3 separate regions of the Mus musculus genome follow, and regions 1 and 3 are each linked to region 2. A link is a contact called in public Hi-C and promoter capture Hi-C data. All regions are on one chromosome and are shown on one strand. Each heading gives the region's core, a stretch centred on a gene start, on an enhancer-like site or on the middle of the called end of the contact. The rest is flanking DNA. Distances are from core to core; before and after follow the strand shown.

Evidence for each region. Promoter capture Hi-C pulls out the DNA fragments that hold promoters and counts their contacts. Hi-C and Micro-C count contacts between places; a contact is called where the count stands out from the background.
Region 1: a contact with region 2 is called in a promoter capture Hi-C map of pre-B cells. The contact joins the promoter of Lyrm1 here to the promoter of Fam160a2 in region 2. A contact is called at or near these places in 3 of 39 promoter capture datasets (cranial neural crest, pre-B cells and second pharyngeal arch cranial neural crest).
Region 3: a contact with region 2 is called in a Hi-C map of B cells, with 5 read pairs. The contact joins the promoter of Knop1 here to the promoter of Fam160a2 in region 2. A contact is called at or near these places in 1 of 39 promoter capture datasets (cranial neural crest) and 1 of 484 Hi-C or Micro-C datasets (B cells).

What each region holds. Positions count from the first base shown.
Region 1 is chr7:119,894,545-119,897,494 of GRCm38.p6, forward strand. It overlaps Lyrm1 (LYR motif containing 1), which reads left to right and starts at 1,317. Exons shown (of 4, transcript NM_001285959.1): 1 at 1,317-1,346. It overlaps Dcun1d3 (DCN1, defective in cullin neddylation 1, domain containing 3 (S. cerevisiae)), which reads right to left and starts at 1,201. Exons shown (of 3, transcript NM_001163703.1): 1 at 1,014-1,201.
Region 2 is chr7:105,398,515-105,401,306 of GRCm38.p6, forward strand. It overlaps Fam160a2 (family with sequence similarity 160, member A2), which reads right to left and starts at 1,540. Exons shown (of 12, transcript NM_199009.3): 1 at 1,370-1,540. It also overlaps a transcript of Cnga4 not described here.
Region 3 is chr7:118,854,552-118,857,361 of GRCm38.p6, forward strand. Knop1 (lysine rich nucleolar protein 1) reads right to left here and starts at 1,447. Exons shown (of 5, transcript NM_023197.3): 1 at 1,072-1,447. The coding sequence starts at 1,225. It overlaps Iqck (IQ motif containing K), which reads left to right and starts at 1,201. Exons shown (of 9, transcript NM_001374605.1): 1 at 1,201-1,410. The coding sequence starts at 1,224.

The DNA of each region.
Region 1 (2,950 bases), core at 67-2,566, about 14 Mb after region 2:
CTGTTCTCTGAAGTGCATCATGAAGTGTGGGTGGAGAGAAACACAGAAATCCAGAATTAGCCTAACATCAAATCATTTTTGGAAAGAGTTGACAACATGTAAATTCCTCACATATAAAGTATTTAGAGCGAGAGACCTTGATTCCTGGGCTATGAAGCCACTTATGATGCCTTGGAAGAGCTCTGGAATTCTAGTATTCATAAAAGAAAATGTTCATTATAATCGGGAGCCAGGCGGCGTTGTGAGGTACTCCCCAATGTGACACAGACCATAACTGAAGTACTACAAAGCTTGCAGTTAGGAGCTGGGATAGAGGCTGAACACCAAATTCAAAAGAGGTAGCTGAGGTACTAAGTGCCACAAAGGGGAGAGGGTGTCCACGACTGCCACTTAACCACAGAGAATTAAAGTATGAAACAGAGGTGTGTATGAGGGGAGATAAGAGATGGGGATGGAAAAAACAATACATTTGTCATCCCGTCCCACTTCCTAAACAGGATATAGGCAAACCCTCCAGCCCCATTACCTCAGGCACAGATGGTTATCGTTTATAGCAAAGGTGCACTGAAAGGCCTTCAGGTCTGAGCCCCTTAATTCCAGAGCTGTTAACGATTACAGAAAAGGATGGGGGTGGGGAGAAAAATCAGGGAGGGAGCTGCAGATTCACCCACCACCTCCCCCTTGGGCTCCTACCTCACGGCTCTTACCCTGGACTTTCAGCTCAGAGTCTGCAGACCCTCCCCGGGGATCTACAGCCCCAGGTCCCCAGGCCCGGGATTGAGGGGTGCTGGCGATGGACAGGCAGGGACAGTAGGTAAGTTTTCGGAGCCTTGCGCTTGACAAGCCACAGGCTCCCCTCACAGCCTCTTCTTCCAGAGGGACCAGTCCAGACAAGGCGCTGATATGCACTCCTCCCTTTCCACCACCACCCCCTTTCTCGAAGGAACCGAACCCCCGCCCCTTCATCTCTCAACGCTCCCCCCTTTTCCTCAACTCCCCCCCTCCAAACTCACAGCTGCTCCAGAGGTTCCTCCAGTCAAACCCTTTCTGGAAACGACGGCGGCCCGGCGGGTCCAAACTACCTACCATCCCCGCTTGCGTTTCCAGGCTCCCTACCCCCGCCGCCGCCGCCTTTTCTGCCACCGCGGCCGCCGCCTCCTCCTCATCTGCAGCCCACCGGCGGCGGCCGCCCCGAAGCCCCGCCCCCTCCATTGCCTCCTGCATCATCACTTCCGGTAACCCCGCCGGCCGCTGGCTCGAGGAGGGAGAGAATGGGAGAGGGGCGGGGACAGGAACGAGGAGGGTGACGTCACGACGTACGCGAGGACGTCCGAAGCCGTCTCCAAGTAAGGGCAAGGCGGGGAGCGGCGGAGGGTGGGCTAGGAGCTGGGCCAGGCCATTTTCTGACTAGAAATGGGGCAAGGGGATAACGAAAGGGTGAAAGGGAAGGCTGGAGGAGAGGGAGGTTAGCTCAGTTGTTGAGTGCGGCGGGGAGTCGGCTAAATCTGGAAGTTTCAGGAGGTTTGAGACGACCTCTAACCTGGGCCTCATGCTAACACAGCGGTCCGCCCGGTGGTTTGGCCCGGCCTGGCCTACTGGACCTGCTGGATACAGCCCGGTGTGGCCAAGGCTCGGCAGAGCTCCTGGCACCGCCTCTTCCCAGCCGGCTCCTGTGGGTGGGGAAAAGCAGGAGTGACGCTGAGTGAGTGTAAGGATGGAGACGCCGGCTCCAGTCGCGGGGGACTGGGGAAAGGGGTTGGCTTCCCAGGGCCAGGGATGAGATGCCGGTGTGGGGTTGCTAGGAGACGCGCCTGTATGACCCCAGCCTCGCGAGGGCGACTGGTGTCATCGCTGCTGGCCTCGGGAGACCTGCCTAAGGGAACTGGCACGTGGGAGAGATCCTGCCTGGGACCCTTCAGACTTTTCGATTATAAATGGAAGGCGACGGGGCAGTTGTAGGAGGCTGGAGAGGTGCTGGCCTTGAGAAAGGCCACCCAAACGATCCCGGATGTAGGAATCAGACTTCAGGTGATGATGAAGGCTAGTTTCATTACTAAGATGAGCAAATGACAAAATGAAGGAAGTCTTGTTTCTGAACTTTTCATTAATAAGTAAATGAATGCAGAGAATAGCAGCTGCCCCAGAAGCTGAATGGTGTGGTGAGAAGGCCTCTTCCAGGTTTAAGAGGAAAAGAGAATGGGAGAAGGAACTGCCTTGTGGGTAACATTTTAAACAAAAGGCAGACGAGAAAGAAGTCTTGGAGTTGCAGAAATAGCAAGGTTTTGGCCTTTGTATTACTTCCCTGAAGTGTAATGAATGACCAAACCTTAATTTACATTTAAAAAAATTGCTGCTGGATAAAAGAAGGTAGTTAAAGGGCTGTTGCTAAGGCCATGAGAGATGACAGTGGTGGAAACATGGAAATTAAGAGAATTGATTCATAATGTATTTGGGAGCTTGAGCATTCCAGACTGAATGCTGAACTGGATACGAAATGTATGGGAGAATGTGAAACCAAAGATGTTTCTCTAGAGAAAACAGTTTGGGAAGGAATCTCCTATGCTCTCTGGAACGTATGTCCAGAGTCATTTTACAGCCCATGAAGATGTCCAGAAATGAGACGGACAAGCTGGAAGACAAGTCATGGTTGGAGATAATAAATGTGGGGTTTATTCCTAGACCCTGGAATAGGTAGTAGATGAGAAAGAGCCCCAAATTCTTTAGATCTCACATTTAGAGACCACCAAGAAGGGTACAAGCCAGTAGGAAGCTCAATAAGAACACCTCAAAAATAAGGAGTCCCCCTTAATATCGTTAAACAATAGTATCCACCCTCACAATCAGTGAGAGTCACCTTTTGAGGGCCTCAAATCTCTTCCTGCTCTCCCAGCTGTCAAAGCTTTTGGACTTGGTGTACAAGAATGTGTGTGCACTCCTGATTTCCTTGATA
Region 2 (2,792 bases), core at 290-2,789:
AAGATAAAATAACTAGCTCTGAAGCTGAGATTCTTTAACAGAATATAAACTGAGGCTGCCTCAAATTCTCTAGGGATAGTCTTCATAGAAAGACCTAAATACTGTTATGGTTAAAGGAGGTTCAAGACACCTCAACTACATAGCCGACTGTCAGATCAGAGAGAAGATCCAGAGAATGGATCATATCACTAGTGAGACTAACTTCCCCAAATTCATGTCTGTGTGGATAAGGAGATGGACTTATAAAATACAAATAAAATGAACTTAATTATAGGATACAGAGGGAAATATGAGCTGTAAAATAGAGAAAACTTTTCAGGTGGTCTAAGTGTTTGGCATCTTGATTTCACAAATATGCACATATGTCAAAACATGTACACTTAAAGTATAAGCATTTACTGTACAAAAATTTGCTTCCACAAAGTCATGGGTTTTTTGTTCCTGCTTTTCAAACTCCTAAGAAGAGCAAACCTAAACACAGTGCTGCATATAACAAGCCATGTGACTTCCATGAAAGCAACTGCTCGTCCAATACAGATGACAGCAACAGGGAAGGAGGAATGTAGTAAGGGTGCCCAGAAGCAGGCAGAGAGAAAATATGGGTAGTTCTCTCTCTCCACCTCTCAAAACACAAAAACAAACTTCCTGATGGCCTCATTTTAAAGTCTGCCTTACAAAAGCAGAACCTGAGGAAACTGTGGTTCCATTATTACTCTGTAGATGACTAAACCTCAAACATTTTCCTTATCACAGTTACTGTTGCTTATGATGCTGTTTTGTGTGTGGTGTTTGGGGTTTGTTATTGTGGTTCTGGGGTTTTTTTTTTTTTCCTCCTCTCTCACTCTCTAACATATCTATGGGCACAGGGCGGCCAAGTGCACAACACTTGCGCCTGTACTTTACTTGATCGTAAACTATTGCTCTCCCTGGACAGGGCATCCAAGGAGGCCCCACAACCAACCTCAGCTCTCATGCAAGTCTCATAACCCTCAAGCCCCTTTCCTCCTCTGCCCTGCTTTCAACTGCTACACCAAGGCACAGCCATCCCCCGCTGGTTCCCGCCTTGGCCTTTAACGCTCCCCATCCCCGCACAGGCCTTACCCCCTCAACTCTTGTCCCAGGACGTCCCTCACCTTTCCAAGCTCAGCGAACCCACACCCTTTGCAAACGGTGGTTATGAGTTCCTTCAACTGGGCCCTTCGGAGCTGGGCCCAGGATCCCCTCCAGCGGGCTTCTTCCTGGTGCACAGCACCTAGGCTGTCCCCTGCCCCCCTACCTCAGATGTTCGCAGCCCCTCACCACCTGCCAACCCTTCACCCTGTCCCTTCAATTCCAAACCCGGTGCCGTCATCCCGAATCCCCTCGGCACCTTGCGCCTCTGCGCGCGCCGCGGCCCACGCGTCTCTTTCACTTGCACCACGCCGCCCTGCCCGGGCCTGTCGGCGGCCGGGCTAGGTGAGTTCAGGCCGCCGCCATCGCTCCTCAGGCGAACCAGCCGCGCCCCGCCCCGCGCCACACGCAGCCCGCGCCCCCGCGCACCTCACGCAACCGCCCAGTGACGCACGGCTGGGCAGCGGCGTGCCAGCTCATTGGTCCGGCCAGGCCCCAGCCAGAGCGTCGACGCCCGTTTCCTGGCAACGGCCGAGCGCAGGGGCGGGGTCTCCGTCCGCATTCCAAGAAAGGAGCGGCTCCACACTCTCAGGCCCCGCCCCCTCGACCCGCAGACTCCGCCCTTCTGAGGATTCTGGCGTTTTATAGGGGACGACTGAGAAGAGGCGGGGACAGAGGAGAGAAATTCGAACCGGAGGGCAGAAGGCTGCTCTAAGGGAGGGACAAGCTTCTGAGGCTAGGAAAGAGTAGGCTTTGGAAGGCACTGGGAGAGATAGAGGGCGAGGACGAGGGGGCGGGAACACAGGCCCTGGGCGGTGCTTATAGCGTCAAGTGGGCAGGGCTTTTCCTAAAGGATAGGCCAAGGGCCAGTCTGTGGGCAGGGCTGTAGAAAGCTCTCCTAGACCAGGCTGTTTGCTACCAAGCTAGTTTGTTTCCACCAGACTTATGCACGCCGGTTGGATTCTACCTTCCTACCCGTGAAGACCGCCTCTTCCTAGCTCTCCCGAAGCTTCCGTGACCTCGTAGAACGTGGAATAAGTTCCTACATGACAGCCTGGATTCCTGATCCGTTAGAACCTGTCTCAGTCTTAGGGCTGCGAAAGGAAAAGCGTCTAGAAGCAGCACTTAGCATGATCCCTGTTCATAGAGGATGAAAGAGCTGAGAGATGGCTTCAGGGAGAAATGCTGGCTGAAACAAGAGTGAGAAACACTAAGAGAATTAGCAGTTTCCGATAAAATCTGTAGTTGATTCTATCAGTGTTACCTGATTGTGATCATTCTGTGATTACATAATATGATGGATGACAGGGGGGCATGGGTAAGGAGTTTACAGCTTTGTGTGTTGTTTTTGTGACTTTTCTGTGATTCTAAAACTGGTTCAAATTAAAAGTATCCATAAAGAAGAAAGAAATAAAAATTTCACCCTAAAGAATTAGCTATCCCAAGGCAAGGCAGAATGGTCAAGACCCGGAGAACACCTGGAGCTGGGAGCATGCAAAGCAAAGATCAGATGAGAATGAAAACGGAATATATAATACTGCGGGACTAGTTGACCGTGTTAGTTTATATTATAGTCTTGGAATTTTATACATAGTCAGGTGGACAGGGCACCTTTGCAAATGGTCATTCAAAAGCAAAGCCCAAAATAGGATCAAAAGGATGTAGAAAAGGGAGTTTGTGGA
Region 3 (2,810 bases), core at 197-2,696, about 13 Mb after region 2:
AGTGAGTTCCAGGACAGCCAGAGCTATACAGATAAACCAAAAAAAAAAAAAAAAGAAAGAAAGAAAGAAAGAAAGAAGATGCCCCCACAGACATGTATAATCTTATACACCAATATTATGGTGGCATTTTTCTCAACTCCATAATATTGAACATGGTTTTCCAGTTTGACCAATAGGATGGTAGAGTCAACCCTTGAGGCAGAAGTGGAGGGTGACTGGGCAGCTGGATGAAACAGCTGCCTTGATATAACTCACTCAGCATGTGTACTGTAGGGCTGAGGCAAGGAAGTCACTCTCGCCAACAGAGACGACATAAACAGGACTTCAGGGATGATAATTAACAAGAAAACATAACTGGGCCTCAAGACATACTGACTTTTAGAGGACATAGGAAGGGGACTCACAAAGGAGAGAAAGATACAAGTCCCGACAGGCCAGTATCAAGTAAGACCATGATGATTCTACAGGATTAGGGCCAGTGATCACGAAAAATAACCCGGACAAAAAGGTCCCAGGCGTCAGCTTAACCCACTTCTTTGTTTTGCCACTCAGCCAACAGCAACATACTCTTTTCCATCCCTTTAACTGTACTTCACTCGCGAGAAGTGGAACCGAACCTACACTGCATCACCTGCAAACACAAGCTTTCTTCAAAAGCGCCTTGTTTTTGAGACAAAGTTTGACTACGTCGCTAGGGCTGATCTGCATCCCGCGTGCCGGGGTTATAGACGTGGGCCACTATGCCCAGTGTGAAGGCACTCTTAAATTCCCGCGGCAGCAGTGGATAGGGTTAGTGTGACCAATAAGCCTCACAGGCCTCGGAGACTGTAACTCACTAGGTCTCAAAGTCAACAAGGTGCAAAACACGGACTCGAGCCAGAGGAGCGTGTGCTGCCCTCACCAACCGCAGGCTGCTTGCTAGCCAGGATCATCCCCATGCCTACTCCAAGGCGGGACGGCTTGGAGAGAAACCGAGGGCTGCAGGCGAGTTGGGGGTGACTTATCTTTGTTTTCCTCTCCCCCAGCGTGCAGCACCTTCCTCGGGGCCCCGCACAAACCACCCGCACTCACCTGGTTCGCTAGCAGGCCAAGCGTCCCCGCGTGAGCAGCCGCGCAGCCGCGATCCGGAAGTCAGCTTCGACTTTCTGGCCCGCCCCCTCGAAATCCTTCTCCTTCCGGGTCGCGGCCTCCCGGTGCCCTGGGTTGCTGTAGAAACCGCGTCCATGGCGGCGCCGAGACTTGTATCCAGCCGCAGCGTGCTGCGTGAGGAGGCGAGCGGCTCCGCGGATTCGCCGATCACTACGCGCACGCCGGTGCCCGCAGTGTCGCCCGGGTCTCCCGAAGTGCTCGTGTCACCCCCGCAGGTCGTCGAGCCGCCGGGGAAGAGCCTATGGGATCAGATCTGCGAGGGTAGGCGCCCCGCCGCTGGTCGGGCCGGGCGGGACGCGGGCGGGACCCGCCGGGACGCGCGTTCCAAGCCTCTGTGCGCCAGGCGGGTGACGCGCGCGGGCGGAGGAGCCGAGCCTTAGGCCCACACGCGGAGAAAGAGGTTGGCGTATGTCTTGGATTCCGGTGCGACCTCAGGCAACAGGCTCGCAGAAGGAAACCCGGTCAGAGAGTTGCGTAGTGTGAAGCTTCAGGGTAGAGACCCGGACCGCCCGCAGATCGCCCGAGGAAGCAGGGAATGAATGAACTCTGTAGACAGGCTCCGGTGATACTCAGGAAGTATTTTGGTGTGGACAAATAGATTTTGATCTCCACTTGCCCCAAAGCCTTTCTGAAGCCCCACAAGCAGGCTAGATCACTTGTTCCTTTGTAGCCCACGAACCTTGGTCATGGGGTCTTGTAATAGTCGTACAGCGGGCATAACAATGGTACCTATGTCGTGGTGTTAGGAGGTAGAACCACGTAGTCACAGATCCTAGGTTACAGGAAGAGTGTTAGTTTTCCTTCATTCCAAAGCCTCCAGATCTCAAAGGCAAGAGACACAGATTCATTCATAATAAGTCCGCTGTCTATCCCTTCTCCCTTTTCTCTCGCCTTTTTGGACTACAGACTGGCTTCCAGCTGAGTATCCTCCTGCCTCAGCCTTCCAGCTACTGAAAGATTTTCATTCTTGTGGCATTGGCTGTCCAATACAACACTAATAGAACGTTCAATAATCTGTGCTGTTAAATGGGTTTGGGGTGTAATTTGGGACTGGCAGACTAGAAGAACCAAATTTCTTATTTTACTTAATTTTGATAAATTTAAATAGCAATATTTATGGAATAGTTCCAGGTCAGTAAATGTTTCGTGAATGGAAACAGTGAATTTGTCAGTGTATAGAGGGAAAAATGGTGACTTGGAAGAAGTGGTGAGTTCAGAGGAAGAAGAGAAGAGTCAGTCAGTCCTCCCAGACCACAGGGCTTGCATTACTCCTTCCCTGTAACCTTTGCTTTAGAGAAAAGGTTTCACCCTGATGTTCTTGTAAGTTCTACCCTTAGGGTCCTTACCCGAGGAACTATCTGCAGCAATATTCAGGTGTCTATATACTTACTGTCTTTCACCCAGAGGATTCACTTTTCCAAGCCAATAGATCTTCATAGTACAGTTTATTGTATAGTTTGATACTTTTCTTATTGCTGTGAAAAATATCTGACAAAAGCAACTCAGAGACTTATTTGGGCTCACAGTTTGAGGATATGGTACATCATCCCAGTGGGGGCTCCTGGCAGCCGGTCCCGTTTGCATCCACAACTAAGAAACAGAGATGGATTCTGGGGCTCAACTCACTTCCTTCCTTTTATTCAGTCCAGGACCACTAGCCC